Linked DNA regions of Acanthopagrus latus: region 1 is linked to region 2. The links are chromatin contacts, called in public Hi-C maps. All regions are on one chromosome and are shown on one strand. Each heading gives the region's core, a stretch centred on a gene start, on an enhancer-like site or on the middle of the called end of the contact. The rest is flanking DNA. Distances are from core to core; before and after follow the strand shown.

What was found. Hi-C and Micro-C count contacts between places; a contact is called where the count stands out from the background.
Region 1: a Hi-C map of liver shows a contact between it and region 2, with 4 times the contacts expected there. The contact joins the promoter of si:dkey-171c9.3 here to the promoter of ankrd46b in region 2. A contact is called at or near these places in 2 of 4 Hi-C or Micro-C datasets (liver and muscle).

Annotation. Positions count from the first base shown.
Region 1 is chr10:4,857,186-4,860,879 of fAcaLat1.1, forward strand. si:dkey-171c9.3 reads right to left here and starts at 1,304. Exons shown (of 3, transcript XM_037111048.1): 1 at 1,108-1,304; 2 at 488-586.
Region 2 is chr10:4,649,989-4,653,601 of fAcaLat1.1, forward strand. ankrd46b (ankyrin repeat domain-containing protein 46) reads left to right here and starts at 1,990. Exons shown (of 4, transcript XM_037111049.1): 1 at 1,990-2,146. The coding sequence starts at 1,996. It overlaps col4a6 (collagen alpha-6(IV) chain), which reads left to right. Exons shown (of 48, transcript XM_037111026.1): 48 at 1-867. LOC119026625 (a long non-coding RNA gene) reads right to left here. Exons shown (of 9, transcript XR_005077191.1): 2 at 3,012-3,121.

The DNA.
Region 1 (3,694 bases), core at 54-2,553, 210 kb after region 2:
GCGACTTTTTGGGATGACGGCCAACCCAAACGTCTGTAATTGACGAGTTGGAAATGAGACTCAAAAATCTGCTTTCATACTTCTAAAATAAGTATTTTCCCTGTGTTTTTTTTTTTCTTTTTTACCATGCATGCTAATGAAGCCTTGTATCATACGCTGGGCTATTTTAGTCCTCTGAGTGAGGAACTAGAGTCTGTGAGAAAGTAATGTGAAACTGAACTCAAAACCCCCCTCGACAACTTCCATATGCTCTCTCTGGTTCTAGTTCGACTGTTGCTACTGTAAGACTGTTACTGTAAGAGGGAAAAACCACTTGAGCCCATCTGATATAAATTTAACAAAAAACATTTTTGAAATCAGAATCAAAGCAAATACATATTTCTTTTTTTTTTTTCATAGTTGTGACACATTCAGAGTTTCTATTGTTCCCCTCTGGCTGAGTCTCAACGCAGCCAAATAGAATGACAACACACCAGAGGAACCTCACCAGAATGTCTCTCTTGGGGCGAGTTCAAAATGGACAGAGCCCGGCCGGCGAGGGGAGGACAAGATAGAGAACGAGGCGCAGATGTGGAACGAATTAAAGCTGAAACAAAGAATGTTTTCTCTTAGCAATCCGGCTTTAGACATCCTGATGGGCAGAGATGTTTAGGAGATGAGGATGCTTAGTCACTTCTCTGCTCCTGGGTGTTCTTGGGTTGCACAACCTGGTTTAAACACTCGTCTGTTGACCACAAAGGCACTTAGTCCCTCCATATCTCTTGAACACACCTCGGTGGGAGGTTTCTACATGGTGCTCAAACTCATCATCTTTCATTTATCTATAGTTCCAGAAGCTGGACGACCTTTGTTAGCCCATCAGACCGGAGATTTAAAACCAGGAACGTCGATAAAACAACAGATATCCCGACCAGAAAGAGTCGACCTGTTTTCTTTTAAAGTTTGATGCAGTGTGGCAGATCAAAAGAGTAACTTTTATGATTTACTGTGATAAACCCTTCCAGGCCTCTTGTGGGCCCAAAAATGGATAAAGATCAAAAGCTAAAAGTTACGTAAATGTAGCACAAGAGAAAAGACACAGGAAACATCAGGCAGTTACCAACTTACCAGTTAGTGACAGGGCGACGGTTCGCTCTCTGGTGAATAGCGACTACACGGAAATGGCTTGACGAATGAGTTCACAAGTTTCACTCACTTCCTGTGTGTGTGTGTGTGTGTGTGTGTGTGTGTGTGTGTGTGAGAGAGAGAGAGAGAAAGACAGAGTTGTTTGCAGCAGTCTACCTCGCTTGCAACCAAAATACAAATGTACACAGATTATTCAAAACCATGCCACCATCTCAGAACCTTCCGCCGGTTTTATTCCATTCTGTTGCTCGTGGGGGCAAAATGATGAAGAGAGGAAGAGGAGGAGGAGGAGATGAACGGCCGAGGAGGAAGAGGAGAGACGAGGATATTTCCTTATTTGCGCAGCACTTTACTAAATTCACCCACTTACACGCCATCCCCTGGAGGATTTAGACCCCACAGCCCTTCTGGAACTTCCTATGAGGCATTACTTCCACGGCCCTGAACAAAAGACCCTGGCAGACTCCTGAGCAGCTTCGACCAAAATCCAAAGAATTATAAAAATGATTTCTCCGAGGTCCAAACGGAGACACAATCAGTTTGAGTCAACTGCTTCTCATATGTCTGGATTTGTTTCTTGGATGAGGAGAACGGGGAGGGGAGGGTGAAATGAAATCAGCGTGATGAGATGATATCTCTCCAAAGACTTCATTAGGCGCCAGATCGCTCTGCCTGAACTCGCGGCCTCGACGTTAGAGTATCCTGTTCAAATAAAGCGAACGTGGGGGTGAACGTCAAAATGGACCGAGCCCATGGGGACTTGTTCCTATTTAATTGAACAAGAGATATTTGTTCATTTTTTTGCAGGGTTTCGCAACATCGAGTCCAGAGGGCGTATCCAGAGACGACACAGAGCTTTCATGCGAATGAATCGAGAGATTTTACATTTTATTCTTTTAACGAGACGCACTTCGTGGCGCCTCTTCCCAAGAATGAGAGACGACGCTCCCCAAACTAATGGCAGCTGGATGGATGTCGGCTGCCAGCTTCCCCCCGCTGTCCATTCCAAAACCTGCCCTCCGGGTGCACAGAATTGATTTTATGGTCCTCTGTTATCCAAACTGTTACTGCGGTTACTGTGTGTTGTGGGCCCCAGTAGGCCCGCTGAGCTCCAGTTCAGGAAATATTTATCTGTGTGTCAGTGAGCTCATTGCTCAACGTGAGCATGTCAATGGATTTAAAGGGTCAGGTCAGTCTGCTGCTGCCTGAGGGGAAACGATGACACGCAAGACCTGCTTTACACCAGTATATCGAAAAGATTGAAACATTTAGGAGAAAATCTGGATTTGATACAGGCTCATTATGTCTCATGGACTTTTATTGAAATCCTTATGTTAGTATGAGTGAATGAATAAAGGAATGTGTGGAAGTAGGTGTCAAGAGAGTTGTGAATACAGGTGAAACACATTACTGCCGACAAGGAGCTCATGTTTTCACCCGTGTCCGGTTGTTTGTTGGTTGGTTTTGTCAGCAGGATCATATTAACATTTAAGAACAGATTTCCACTAAACTTGGACGGAGTCTCAGCCAAGAATAAACTTTTGGTACAGATCCAGATAAAGGAACAGATCCAGGAATCTTTTCTCACCATCTTCAACGTTGCATTTTAGGATGTTTTTACAACATTTACATCCATTTCTCATGGAATAATGCATGGATCTCAAGGGGAGTTGCAAGCTTTTAAACTCTGTGCGGGAGTGTCCTTACAGACTCGTTAACAACACATCTGAGCTCTGTGTATTGGAGTTGTTAGGGCCACTTCTTGACTTTACCAGCCATCATGCCCACCTAGCCCGACCAACCCACACGGAGGGCCGGTGAAGTCTACGACCCTAACGCCTCTGAGACTCTGTCAGGACACTCCCACGCAGAGTTTAAAAGCCTGAAACTCCCCTCCAGTTAGTTAAAACTGAAGAAGCCTCTTGGATGAGAGGTGAAACAGCACATATATAATTAAATACAAGGCAGACATATGGCTATATTCAGCCCTGAGGACGTTGTTGTGCCAAAGCAGTTCATGCATAATAAAACAAATATTATGCATATTATATAATATTCACATTCAGTGGATAAACTTATGCATAGACAGCAAAACAGACATACAGATATATCTAAACAAGCATATAAGGATAGAATTAACATGAAAACACGTATGAGGGACTTGTTTGACAGTTTACTTGTGTCTGCTCATGCGCACTAATGCATAACATCTGTCACGTGTCTGTATTTTGCCTCATGCCTGTTTTGAAATAATCCCACACGGTTAAGATTTTTGCTGGCTGCTGGCCGGTCAGGAGGAAAACGTCAATAAAGCCAGAACGTCTGAGCTGCTATTGGCTGCTTCAATGTTTAAAAATCCTACATGCGCCTCCTGTTGGGTTCGTTGGATTCTTGTAAAAGGAAACCGGGTGGGCGGAGATTCCCTTAAAATGCTTAATGTGGTTTGATTTACCGAAATAAAACACTCAAATATATAATAAAACGCCACTAAGAATATAATTTAATAACTTTCTATTATATAATTAGTTTCTCTAAGGCTTAACTTATCGATGTTTTCTATACCGCGGCA
Region 2 (3,613 bases), core at 740-3,239:
TGCAATGAAAATTAAGTCTCGACTGAGTTGCAGTAATAAGCAAAGACTTGTAAACATTAGAAATTATATTTGTTTACACTGAATTTGGTTTCAGATGTCTTGAATGGCTTGAACTGTAGTTGCAGACACAAAGAAAAGATCAGAATTGATCGTTCTTTACATTGAGTTTGGTTTGCAGTGTAAATGGAAAGTCTCGACTGTGTTGCAGCACTGTGGCCTCAGACACGCAAGACCAGAATCACCCTTTTTTCCGTGGACTCTGGTTTGATCTCCTCCTCACGTTACGTTATCCTCGGACAGTGAAAGCTCCACTGGGTGACGTGTAACCACTATGACCGCTGTGTCAGCACATAGCTCTGTCTCTCTGCTGGTAGCCCTGATTTTTATTACTTTACGTCACATTTTACTTTTATTTTCCTTCTTCCTATTCATTTTTTTTATTTTTTATTTTTTTGCCAGCCTTTGTTGTTTTGTAATCTAGATTGTAATTATTTTACCTTAAATCATGATACTATCCCCTGGTTTTATGTACTGAGATGGGAGGGAATGGGAAGATAAATATGTGTACATTAAATATTATGGAGAAAAAAAAATGCCTTTAGGATTATTGTTTTTATATGGAAAATATATTCAACACTGATGATTCAACAGACGCAACAACTGTTTTTACTGTCTGTTCGGTCTTTTACCCCCACGTTCCTAAAACCGAGGATGTTTAACGCTGCAGCATCCTGTAAGTGCCTGGAGCGACAGAAGAAATGCAGTTCTCCTCAAAGAGGATCCATAACAAGAAATGGTTATAACATGTCTGTTACTGTAATGTGTATTTCTGTGCTCACACACTTTGAAATAAAGTCTCAAAACTAACTGAGAACATAACGTGTGGTTTGTTTCGCTGTTGTTGGTGGAAGAATAAACATTAATATCATGAAACTTGAGACTGATTTTTATCCCCAAACAAAGTTATATTAAATATCAGACATTCAACTAGTATAAAGAAACATGTAGATGTTTGTATAATTTACTTTTACCTGGACTCTTGACTTACTTTTATTGCCAGAAAATAACTTAAAGTAACCGCTAAATGTTGCTAACTGTAGCTACCATTAGCTAGTTAGCCTCAGTTAGCCATGCAGCTACCTGTCTACACCAGGGATGTTGAATTATATCTGGACACAGCCATGGAGATAGAGACCACCATCTCCATGGTGCATGGCGCATGAATCCTAAATATCTCAATTAAAAATACCTGGGTCTTCCATGTTGTGCGATCCAAAGAATGCCGACCGCGCTGACTGACCTCCGGCTAACTTGACAGTAAAAATAACGTATCCACTGTTTTGCAGTTCATCTTTCACAATGTTAGCTCATCGGAAAGTGTCTTTTTAGGGCCCAGGTGCATCGCATAATGATGTAATTACACGGTTTGGCCACTACAAAGCCTGGCAATCTTCCTGGGTGCCTGAAATAGCTGCTAAATGCTGCTAACAATAGCTGCCATTAGCTATTAGCTCAGTTAGCTGTGCAGCTAGTGTTTGCGCTCCAGGCTCGGAGGAGCAGAGGTAGTGTTGGTGTATTTCTACTGCCAGTATAGGAGCTTTGGACTAGGACAAGCAGGGGCTAACCTGCTAGCATGCTAACTTCAGTAGATCTCTGAAACACAATACAGAGACGTCATAGTGTTAAAATAAATAAGTGTTAAACTAAAATTCTTACATATTGCTCCTTTAATTTTTACCAAAGCAAGAGAAACTGATGATGGACGACACATTACTATAATTCATGTACAGACATATAAATATTAGCAATTAAAATGTGATATAAATCATTATTTAGTGTAGAAAATTGAGGCTACATTAACACACAATAAAATACATATTAAACTGATGTATTTTGAATTAACTGGGACAAATTCAGAACAGTAAAAGTTATTTAATTTAATGATATGACACTGTATCTCGCCCTACACACTCCTCCGGTACAGCAGGCGGCGCGATGCACATACAAGCTGGTATCGTAATACGACTAAATAATAAAACCAACGAAGAAGAAGAAGAAGCCGAGCATCACAACAACACTGCTAGCTCCGTTAGCTCGAAGGAAAAGCGAACTTTATTTTTTCTTCTGGTTTGGGACATATTAACAGGTGAGTGATGCAGCTGACAGCCCAAGAATCCGCTATATTACGAGTTTATCTCATGTTTTCGTTTCTACACTATTGAATCTGACGTTGTTTGGACTCAGATGTGTGTAAAAACGTTAGCCTGCGCGCTGTCTGTAGCTGCGCTAGCTTCGTAGCTAGCATCTTTACCTAACGTCTTTTTTTGTTGTTGTTGTTATTCTGGTGCAATATGTTGGGTTGTCGCAAACATAAATTAATTAATTTATTGATAATTGACTCTTGTGTTGCTTATTAGTGCGAGCTATTTGATGCTACAGTTAGCCGCATCAGCTACAGTTTATCAAGCTAGGTAAGCAATCCGTACCTCAAACATACTACTTGAGCCAAACGAACATGGCTTAGAAGTGATATTAAAAGGATAATAGACGATGTATGGTTTTGATTGCACGTTTTAGACGTTAACATGTGTATAAACATGATATATTGTAAGGTGACAGTCCTTTTGGGGGTTTAATGTATTGAAATAGTTCATGTAAAAGTGTCTTGTTAATAGTGGAATGCTATAGTCATTATTTACTGTAATGCACACATTTAATGAATGCAACAAAATGCACAGATGAGTCTTAGATTGCAAGTGTGGAATAGGAAGGATTAATGTTGTTAGTCATCTGGTGTTCAGGCTCTCTTCTGTTTAAGAGGACACATAATTTGACGACCAGAGATTCAGTTTGTCATTTTAGAAGTAACCATCTTTACTAGAAATGTTGGAAATCCTTTTTAACGCCGATTCTGATGGGTTAGCGTTGGTGTATCATAACACTGTGATCACCATGTCTATGAAAACGGGGCGTTGTGTGAAAACCCCCAGGAGGATATATTAAAACTTTACCCTCCAGAGGTCATGACAGCAAACCCGACATCACTGTGTCCAACATAAGGTCGTAATCCTGAGTCAGATGAAGGCCGCAGACCTGGATCAGACTGAACCTACATCTTCTCCTGAGAAAGAGAAAGAGAAATGTTTATGATCAGGAAGTTGCTGTCATGTATTGGTCAGATAAGATAAGTCGAGTTTGATGGATAACAAATTCATTATGGGCAGGTAGTACTGAGCATAACAGATTAATAATAAGGTGAGAAAGGGATGCATGGTATGTATCAGACAGTTAAATTATCGACCCAGTAATGCAGAGAAAAAAATTAAAGCTGATAATACAAAGCCTAATTGCTTTTGTTGACTTAACAAGTGCAGCAGCCACACACAGTAGGTTGCGGTATGTACCTTTAAAACTGTTTTGTGAGCAGCTGAGAAGAAGAACAACAAGCACGCTGTTGTCGCACTCATAACATCGATAATTAACTAACTCTCATAGCTGCTGCTGATAACTTTGCTCATCGTGTCAGCTGAAAGAAAAATCTAAGTCTTGCATCCCCACAGAAGTGTTAGTGTATTTCTGAACACCCTCGTGTTCTTGAATGATTCCAGTTAGA